Regions from separate parts of the Mus musculus genome. Here region 2 is linked to region 1. The links are chromatin contacts, called in public Hi-C maps. All regions are on one chromosome and are shown on one strand. The core of a region is the stretch at or near the end of the contact, and the rest is flanking DNA. Distances in the headings are between cores, read along the strand shown.

Evidence for each region. Hi-C and Micro-C count contacts between places; a contact is called where the count stands out from the background.
Region 2: a Hi-C map of LSK cells shows a contact between it and region 1, with 3 times the contacts expected there. The contact joins the promoter of Parvg here to the enhancer-like site in region 1. A contact is called at or near these places in 1 of 39 promoter capture datasets (macrophages), 4 of 484 Hi-C or Micro-C datasets (the HPC-7 cell line, LSK cells, the N1E-115 cell line and 1 more), 1 of 115 datasets of contacts at active chromatin or transcription factors (the HPC-7 cell line) and 3 of 9 other capture datasets (adipose tissue, liver and pancreatic islet).

What each region holds. Positions count from the first base shown.
Region 1 is chr15:84,207,058-84,211,434 of GRCm38.p6, reverse strand. Samm50 (SAMM50 sorting and assembly machinery component) reads right to left here. Exons shown (of 15, transcript NM_178614.5): 12 at 3,535-3,602; 13 at 805-951; 14 at 257-398. Among named protein-coding and RNA genes, the nearest start is that of Gm52212, 8.0 kb to the left of the region's middle. Within about 2 kb of position 1,389, at least 36 of the 459 cell types and tissues checked have an H3K27ac peak or open chromatin away from gene starts, as enhancers often do. A contact at or near this core is called in the HPC-7 cell line and LSK cells, where this site is marked.
Region 2 is chr15:84,322,105-84,326,490 of GRCm38.p6, reverse strand. Parvg (parvin, gamma) reads right to left here and starts at 1,771. Exons shown (of 13, transcript NM_022321.4): 1 at 1,660-1,771. Gm22890 (a small nucleolar RNA gene) reads left to right here and starts at 3,139; the gene lies at 3,139-3,282.

The DNA of each region.
Region 1 (4,377 bases), core at 140-2,639:
CCTGCTTTACACATCCAGCAAGCAGGGTCAACACTTCCCCTGGCTAGCCCCTGAGGCAGAGCAGCAGTGCTCCAGGGAAGGGGTGGGTCTTCCCTTCCCCCTCCAACTAAGAGCAGCTCAGCAGCGGACCGCATGCTCTCATTCTTTAGTTGACTCCATTCTCTCTTTAAGTTCAGACCTATACTGAAGTGGCCATCTCGGAACCACTTGCAACAGAAGCTCCGATGAGCTGCAGAGCTGACAGTGGCCCACACACCTGTCGCCCCCCTGCACGCCCATAGGAATGCAGTAGTTCAGCTCCAGCCGAGCGATGTTGCCAAGTCGGAGGACGACGCCTGCTCCATAGGACCAGCGGATGCACTCAGCTAGCTTCCGGATATGGGCTTTGGGGCCCTCACCTGAAACAGTGAAGGTGGTGAGCAGAGGTGTGGCCCTCCCTGACAGGGCCCCTTACAGCTGGATCTAGCTGGTGGAGACAGGTATGGGGCTGGCATCATGGGCACCCGACTCTTCCACAGCCAGCTGAAGGTTTCGACTCTCTGGGCCTGGCTACCCTGCCCCTTGGCCTAGAAAGGCTCTTCTAGCAGAGCAGCGGGGCCCATGCCACACCTCAGAGAGGGCCCAGGGCTCCCAACTGCTCAGTGCCCTGTGAGCATCCTCTGGACAGAGCTGTGCTGAGCTCTGGGCCCCGGAAGCACTTGAAGCTTGTTTCTAGAGTAAGCCGCAGCCTCCCCTTTACATAACGGCATTGTAAGGGATGGCACCGTTCTGAATCGGAAGGATGCGTGGCCGGGGCTGACTCACCATAGTTGAGGTTGCACAGGTTGCCCGCATTGAGGAAAAAGTGAGTTCTGAAAAGCTCTCCGAAGCCACCCTGGCCTGGCCGGAAGGGCAGTGGGGTGTAGAGGTGCAGGCCCCCAGCCCAGTAGGCCTCGCCGCCCAGGTAATCTCCTAAGGAAGGGAACAGAACCTGCTGACTCAGCCCTTAAGGCTCCTGCTTCCAGTTCTGCTCCACAAACTGCGAGGGCAAGGCCAGCCTCTCTCCTTTACAGGATCCTTCCATGATGCAGCTGAGGAGCCGGGGTACCCCAAAGGAATGAGGCTGCTGCCTGCACTGTCTGCAGGGCCAGGAGGGAAGGAGCGACCTGCTCCTCCTCCTCCAGTGGCCACACTGAGCCTCCGTGACCACCATGGAGATGGTGTCTGAGCCTAGCCTGCTGGGGCTGCCGGAGCCCAGGCTTTCCCCCAAACCCCTGGTTTCAATGGTGAAGACCAGGCCTGGAGAAAAGTTCCTTTGGAGTCAGTCACTGGCTCGAGTGACCCAGGAGAGGAAAAGTGCTGGGGTGACTTTCTTATCTGAGCCCTGCAGCCTGCAGCTACTCAAACTCAGGAAGGAAGTATCTGGCCTCTGCAGGCCCTGAAGCCAGAGCCTCGGTAGTGCTCCTCATCAGGTGCCTCGGCCTTGCTCCTCCGCCCTTTCTGTTGCTACTTTGGTGCTCTTCTGAGCTGCCCCATGTTCCTTGCCCCTGGGGCTCCTGCTGACATGGCAGGAAAGCTTCAGTTCTCTTAATCCTATGTTGGTCGCCAGTGGGGAAGGGATGTAAGAAAATAGAGAAGCAAGGGTTTCTGGGAGACTGTTAAACAGCATAGCATGTGTGAATGTGGGCAGTACTAGAGGGCTGTGAGGCCTTGTGGAACCCAGGGGAAGCCAGCTGAGCTGCCATCAATCTACCAATGTATTCCAAATGCACATAGTTGTCACGTGTCACTTTGGAAATGTGTATGAGAGCTGGAGAGATGAATCCTGCTAAAGCTAGGCTTAAGGCCAAAAAAAAAAAAAAATGTATATGACAGCCAGGCCATGGAGGCCTACACCTTTCATCCCAGCACTCGGGAAGCAGAGGAAGGCTAACTATGAGTTTGAGGCCAGCCTGGTCTACATACTGAGCTCCAGGACAGCCAGAGCTAAAATATAAAACAAAAATAAAACCAAAACCAAACATATACTTGTCAGCATGTATGTCTCTGTGCACCACATGAGTGCAGTGCCTGCCTGCAGAGACCAGAGAAAGGCAATCAGACCCCAGAACTGGAGCTACTGATGGTTGTGAGCTGCCAGGTGGGTGCTAGACACCCGGGTCATCTGGAACAGTCAGTGCTCTTAACCGCTGAGCTGTCTCTCCAGCCCCTCACTTGTCATTTTGCATCTAAAACAAAACAAGACCAAGTTTAATCTATTTCTACCATTAACACTTCCTACCGAGTGCAACTGAGTAGCAAAGCTGCAGCTGCTGCTTTTCATGTTTGTTTTTTTAACTCTTTGAGTGCTGAAGTCTTACTAGGCATGCCTGATTTGAAATCAAAGTGCATGCATGTAAAAGCAAATGTTCCTGGCCCAGAAGAGAACTCCACGGGAGAACAACAGTCGACTAACCCGGACCCATGGGGCTCTCAGAAACTAAACCACCAACCACAGAGCATACAAGGGCAGGACCTAGGCCTCCCCACACACATGTAGCAGATGTGCAGCTTGGTCTTCATGTGGGTCCCGAACAACTGGAGGAAGGGCTATCCCAAGAGCTGTTGCCTGTCTGTGAGATATGTTCTTCTAGCTGGGTTGTCTTGTCTGGCCTCAGTGAGAGAGAATTTGCCTAGCCTCGAAGAGACTTAAAGTGCCAGGGTGGGAGAGATCCGGTGGGGCACTCATCCACTCAGAGGAGATGGGGAGGGGAGATAGGGGAAGGATTGTAAGAGGAGGTGACTGGGGGGGGGGGGCAGCAAGCAGGATGTGAAGTGAGTAAGTAAAAAAAAAAAAGAGCCGGGCGGTGGTGGCGCATGCCTTTAATCCCAGCATTCGAGAGGCAGAGAGGCAGAGGCAGGTGGATTAGGTGGATTTCTGAGTTCGAGGCCAGCCTGATCTACAGAGTGAGTTCCAGGACAGCCAGGGCTACACAGAGAAACCGTGTCTTGAAAAAAAAAAAAAAAAAAAACAACAAAAAAAAGAAGCTTTTATATTATCTTGACAAAAAAATGCAAATACTAAAAAGTGAAGGAAAATATTACTCAACAATAAAATTTGAATTGTACTAAAGAAAAGTAGATGTTTTCAGGATAACTTCTGAACTTGGATTATTGCAATCGTAGATAGAGCTACTGTCTGTTTAAAATAAGCAACAAAACAAATATCAAGAAAAAGTCTTATTCACAGTCACTGAGCTACATTGTTTCTACCTGGTGAGACAAATTATCCAGCAAACCTGCAGATATTTCTGGAGCAAAGAATGCAGAGTCTTCAGAGAAAGGGATACATCTGAGGGCACAGGGCTACTTGGATTGCTGGGTTTTGAGCAAAGGTTGCCCACGAAGTGCAGGAGCTGGCAGAGCTGCTGGAAATGGATCTATCCTTACACACACTGAATGGAAGTGCTACTGCTCGCACTGTTGCAAGCTGCTATTCCCATCACCTCGGACCCTACAAATGACAGCCTACAGAGGAGGAAAGTACCGAATGCCTCCAAGTCTAAGCTCACTGACCTTCACTCTGGGGTCCAATGCTGTGCATGCTAAATCCTCGGACACTCGTGGGGCCTCCCAGGTAAAACCTGCAGCAAAGAGACAGGTGTCATGTCATTAGGTGAAGATCCATAATGCGTAGTGGTGGTGCACGCCTTTAATCCCAGCACTCGGGAGGCAGAGGCAGGCAGATTTCTGAGTTCGAGGCCAGCCTGGTCTGCAGAGTGAGTTCCAGGACAGCCAGGGCTACACAGAGAAACCCTGTCTCAAAAGAAAAAACAAAACAAGAAAACAAAAACAAAAAACCACAACACAGCATATAAGACACAGTTCACTCTCTGTACACAAACACACTCCTAACTGATCAAAAGGAAGCAGATCGGGGTGAGGCAGGCTTATCACCAAGGAGGACTAAGCATCCTACTTTCTTAAACGTGCCTTTATTTTCAATTCTACAAGTACTAACCAAATTCTCTCATGATAACTAAAAGAAAAAAAAGAAAAGAGGAAAATTTTTTTCTTTATTTTTCGAGGCAGGGTTTCTCTGTCAGCCCTTGCTCTGCTTCCCAGGTGCTGGGATTAGAGGCCTGCACTACCATGCCCGCCTGAGGAAAATTTAATATAATAAAGTTTCACAACAAAAGGCAACATAGTGGGGCTGGAGAGATTGATTGCTCACTGGTTAAGAGCACCGATTGCCCTTCCAGAGGTCTTGAGTTCAATTCCCAGCAACCACATGGTGGCTCACAACCATCTGTAATGAGATCTGATGCCCTCTTCTGGTATGTCTGAACACAGCGACATGTACTCACATAAAATAAATAAATCTTAAAAAAAAAAAAGCAATGAAGTATGAGTACTGGA
Region 2 (4,386 bases), core at 522-3,021, 110 kb before region 1:
TCACGACAAGGAAGGTTAAAAACGCACAGGCTGAGGGCACAGCCTGGGCAAAAGCTTGGGAAGCAAGCAAGTTCCCTGCCAGCCAGGCACATGGAAGCCTGGCCAGGAACCTCAACCCTCTCTCTACATCCAGGTCAGCACCCCAGTTTCCACAGAGCATCAGACAAGTGTGGGAAGGGAGCTCTGGGTTAATCTGTATGAGGGTAAGCACCCACCAGTGGGGTGAAGTGGCCGTCCATCCATCCCTTCAGGGTCCCTGAATCCAAGACAGGTAAAAAACAGACCAGACTCTCCCAGATGTAGATGGGGTGGACCAGGCTGAAGGCCAAAGCCACCCAGACGTGTTCCCCAATCCATGTTAGCTTGCCTCACAGAGGGAGGCTGGCCCATCCAGCCTCCAGTTTTGAATGAGTCTTTCGCCAATTGGCTCCGCACCCCCAGACTTGGGGTGTGGTCTGTCAGGGCTTTTGCTCACGAAGCCCAGAGCTCGTGCTCCTTGTGAAAGACCAGCAGTCCCTCCTCGTCCTCGTGATGGGCCTGAGACCAGCAGTGTGTCGTGTCTTCCCCGCCCCCGCCCCAGCCTCACAATGCAATGCGCAGTGTCAGGCCTGAGACTGAGACCAGCAGTCCCATCCCACCCCACCTTCCCATCCCCCACAGCCAGCTTCGTGATGAGCACTGTCAGGCCTGCCCGTACCCAGCAAGGATCAGATTCAGAAGCTAATGGCCCCCTTCTGGTTCCCTAACCTACTTCTGGTTCTTCCGCCCACACTTCCCCTCTGGAAGTTTCATTTGCCGCATGGCCACCTTTGACTCTTCCCTTATGTCCCTCGTTCAGCCTCTGCACGAGCCTGGGATTCCCAGGCTCACTGGGATACTGGAGGTCTGGGGTCAAACTGGAAGGAAATTCACAACAAGGAACCTGAGAGTTGTGCTGAAGAAGAGGCACTGGGGGGGGGGGGGGGGCGGTGCTGAGAGCCACCATCCTCAAACTGGCTACAGCCTGGGAACCTTGGGAAACTGAGTCCTACCCTGAAGCCAGGAGCAAAAGGCCAGAGCCCCCTGGGAATGAGTTCCAAACCCCACAAACTGAGCAAGAGAAAAGAGAGTTGGGCTGGGGTGGGGAGCCTGGGCCCCAGCCAGCTCCTCCTACTCAGACTGGGTGACTATAGGCCAGCACGCTCTCTCTTTGACTCTGATGCAACTCTACAGGGAGAAGCTAGACCCTGTGTCCAGCCAAGTACACATAGACCTGAAACTGCCTCTGGTGACCGGTCCCAGGTGGGTTCCTTCCCTGCCCCAAACAGCAGTTTCTTCATGGTGGGGAACTCGGCTTTCTCTCATGCGGTAAAGCTCTGAGTGGCTCTGGTCTGAAAACTGCTCATCTGGCTGTGGGGGAGGTAGTCAGAGCTTTCCTGTGGGGACGGGTCTCACAGATCCTCAGTAAAATGATGCAATGGCCTCAGCAACGTGGCTGGATGTGGGGCTCCCCTTTGGCAGATCCCCCTGACTGTGAGCTCCCAGCTGAGATGTGCCTCTGGGTTTCTATTCAAGGAACCTCTCCACCTTCCTCTCTGAGGTCCACTACCCGGACATGTGAACAGGTAGAAGATTCTAATAGCTCAGGGACCCCACAGGCCAAAGATTAGATGCACTCACCCGCTGCTTCTTTTCAAATCAGGAAATGGAGCCCACTAGCTTAGAGGGTGACCAGGTTCCCAACGCAGACAGGTTCCGGAGGTGGAAGGCAGGGCTTCTGTTCACTTCCTCTGCCACCCCGGTGGCTGCAGACAGCTTCCTCCTCTAAGTTGCTGATGAGCGAGGTACCCTAAATCCACTGAAAGACTGCCAGAACCCCTGCCCCTAGTCTTCCAAGACTCCATGGCATCACGGGGTCTCTCATACTTCCCTCCCTGCCCCCGCCTCTCCATCAATCCAGACAATCACTGTCTGAAACATAACAGCAAGGATAGGACCCCAACAGCAAACTGTGTTCTCCACTGCCTTTTTCTCATGGTGCCCAGCCTGCACCTCTGCCTCCCTCTGAGCGGCCCTCCAACCAAGCTTGCTTGCTCCAACCAAGCTTGCTTGCTTTCTCACTTGCTGATGGACTAACTTCAAGACAGTCTCATGTAGCTCAGACTGACCTCAAAGTCACCAAGCTGAGGTGGTCCTTCAACTCCTGATTCTCCTGCCTCCATCTCTTACATATCTGAGTTACAGGCAGGAGCCACTACACCCAGCCAAAGGCTCCTAAATAAAGCCAGTCTCCAGGTCTCAGCCCGAGTCTCTGCACCCACAAGCTACTTTCCCCAGCTTCCCCAGCCCTCCCATCCTCTCCCTATAAACCGCACAACACCTGCCTGTTCTCTGCCAGTGCCTCAGGCTTTTACTTTGATGTCACAATGCCTGTCCCCATGTCTTGTAAGCTCTGCTCAACTCTTCACATGGCTCACAACTCCTTCTTGGCATGAGCTTTGGTACCTCCTCCTATAGGAAGTCTTCCACAACATCCTTTTCTTTTACAATGGTCTTGGGCTTGCAGCCATGCTAAAACTATCCTTTTTTTTCCTTTTCTTCGAGACAGGGTTTCTCTGTGTAGCCCTGGCTGTCCTGGAACTCACTTTGTAGACCAGGCTAGCCTCGAACTCAGAAATCTGCCTGCCTCTGCCTCCCGAGTGCTGGGATTAAAGGCGTGCGCCATCACACCCGGTGTGCAGCCATGCTAGATCAGCTGATGACATGGGCTGGTGCCTGATAGCTGTCTCACCATCAAACCAGGAGCTCTACAGGTTGGAACCCATCTTTCCCACTCACTACTAAAAGTCAGTGCCTACAATAGCACCAGGCACAAAATGGGATCAATGAGCATATTTTGATGGCTGTTATTGCTTAAAGGACTGTGTTGGTCCTATGACAAAATGCCTGATGGAGGCTGGAAATAGAGCTCAATTGATAGAGTGTCTGTCTAGCATGCAGGAAGCCCCGAGTTCAATCCCCGGCACCTCATAAACTAGGCATGGGAGAGGACATGTGTGATCCAGCTCTCAGAAGCTGGAGGCAGGAGGATCAGAAGTTCAAGGCCGGCCTAGACTTCAAGAGTACATGAGACACTCTCTTTAAAAAAGAAAAAGAAAATCCCCCTGGCATTGGGCAAAGAGACACCTTGTTGTTGGTGCTGTTCTTATATCAGTCAGGGGCAGAGCAGATGGCAGTCCTTAGTGCACCCTAGCTTGATACCTGGCTTGGTGACCACAGCTGTTTTATGCCTAGGACATATAAATCAAATCAAATCAAATCAAATCGAATCAAATCAAACCAAATCCAGGCAGCACAGCATGGGAGAAGGAAGACAGAGACCTGCATTCCACCATTCCACCCCGACATGACTTCTGCCCCACAGCATGGGTGGGCCATAGACACCCAGAGCCTGCCTACCACCGTGGAGCCCAGTGTGTGAGGGAGAAGACAGAGACCTGCAGAACCATGCTGCCCACAGACCAGCTCCAGGGCACATGGCACAAGCAGACTGTAGAGACCATCTTGCTACCATGCCACGAAGTATGGATGGACGATGTCACCCAGGGGCTGGCCATCCACATGGCCAGTCTTCAGCGGGAGCCAACACAATGGAGGGGGCACAGGTGGGCCAGCCCTGAGAGTGAGAGCTCCGGAGAGCTGGCCCTGCCATTCATCTGCCTTGAAGTGGTGGTTGGCATTCCTTCTAGGCTCTGCCCCACAGTTACCTGGCATCAGCTAGGTGTGCCTGAGTCACTATAAAAGGTAAACCCTCCTTCCTCCCTCTCTTCTCTTACCGTCTTTCCCCTCTGTCCCCATTCCATTCCCTTCCCCCTCTCCCCCATGTGCTCATGGCCAGTCTCTCTCTCTCTCTCTCTCTCTCTCTCTCTCTCTCTCTCTCTCTCTCTCTCCCTCCCTCTCTCTCTCTCTCTCCCTTTCTTTGTCTCTACTAACCCCTCAACTCCACTCCCCATACCCTGAATAAACTCTATTCTATACGATACCATCATGTGGCTGGTACGTCAGGGGGAAAGGATGCCTCAGCATGGGCCCACAGAGGCACCTCCATCCCCCACACCAAACATAACCCTGGCTTCTTTTTCTCTTTTATAAAACACAACAGTGGTGTGGGTGCAGGGGTGATGTCCTCCTTCCCTTGCCCCTTGGCACCTGCTGCAGTTGGGAGAACTAGCTCTGCACCTCACCTGGGTAACACTGATGAGAGCTGGCCCTGATGGCAAAGATGTGGGTGAGCCAGCCCCCAAAGGTGTGAGAACATAAAAGTTGGTCCAGACCCTCCTAGGAAGTGAGAAGGCAGCCATGGTTAGGGATGTGTGATGCTGGGCGGCACAGTAGCTCTGTCCAGAA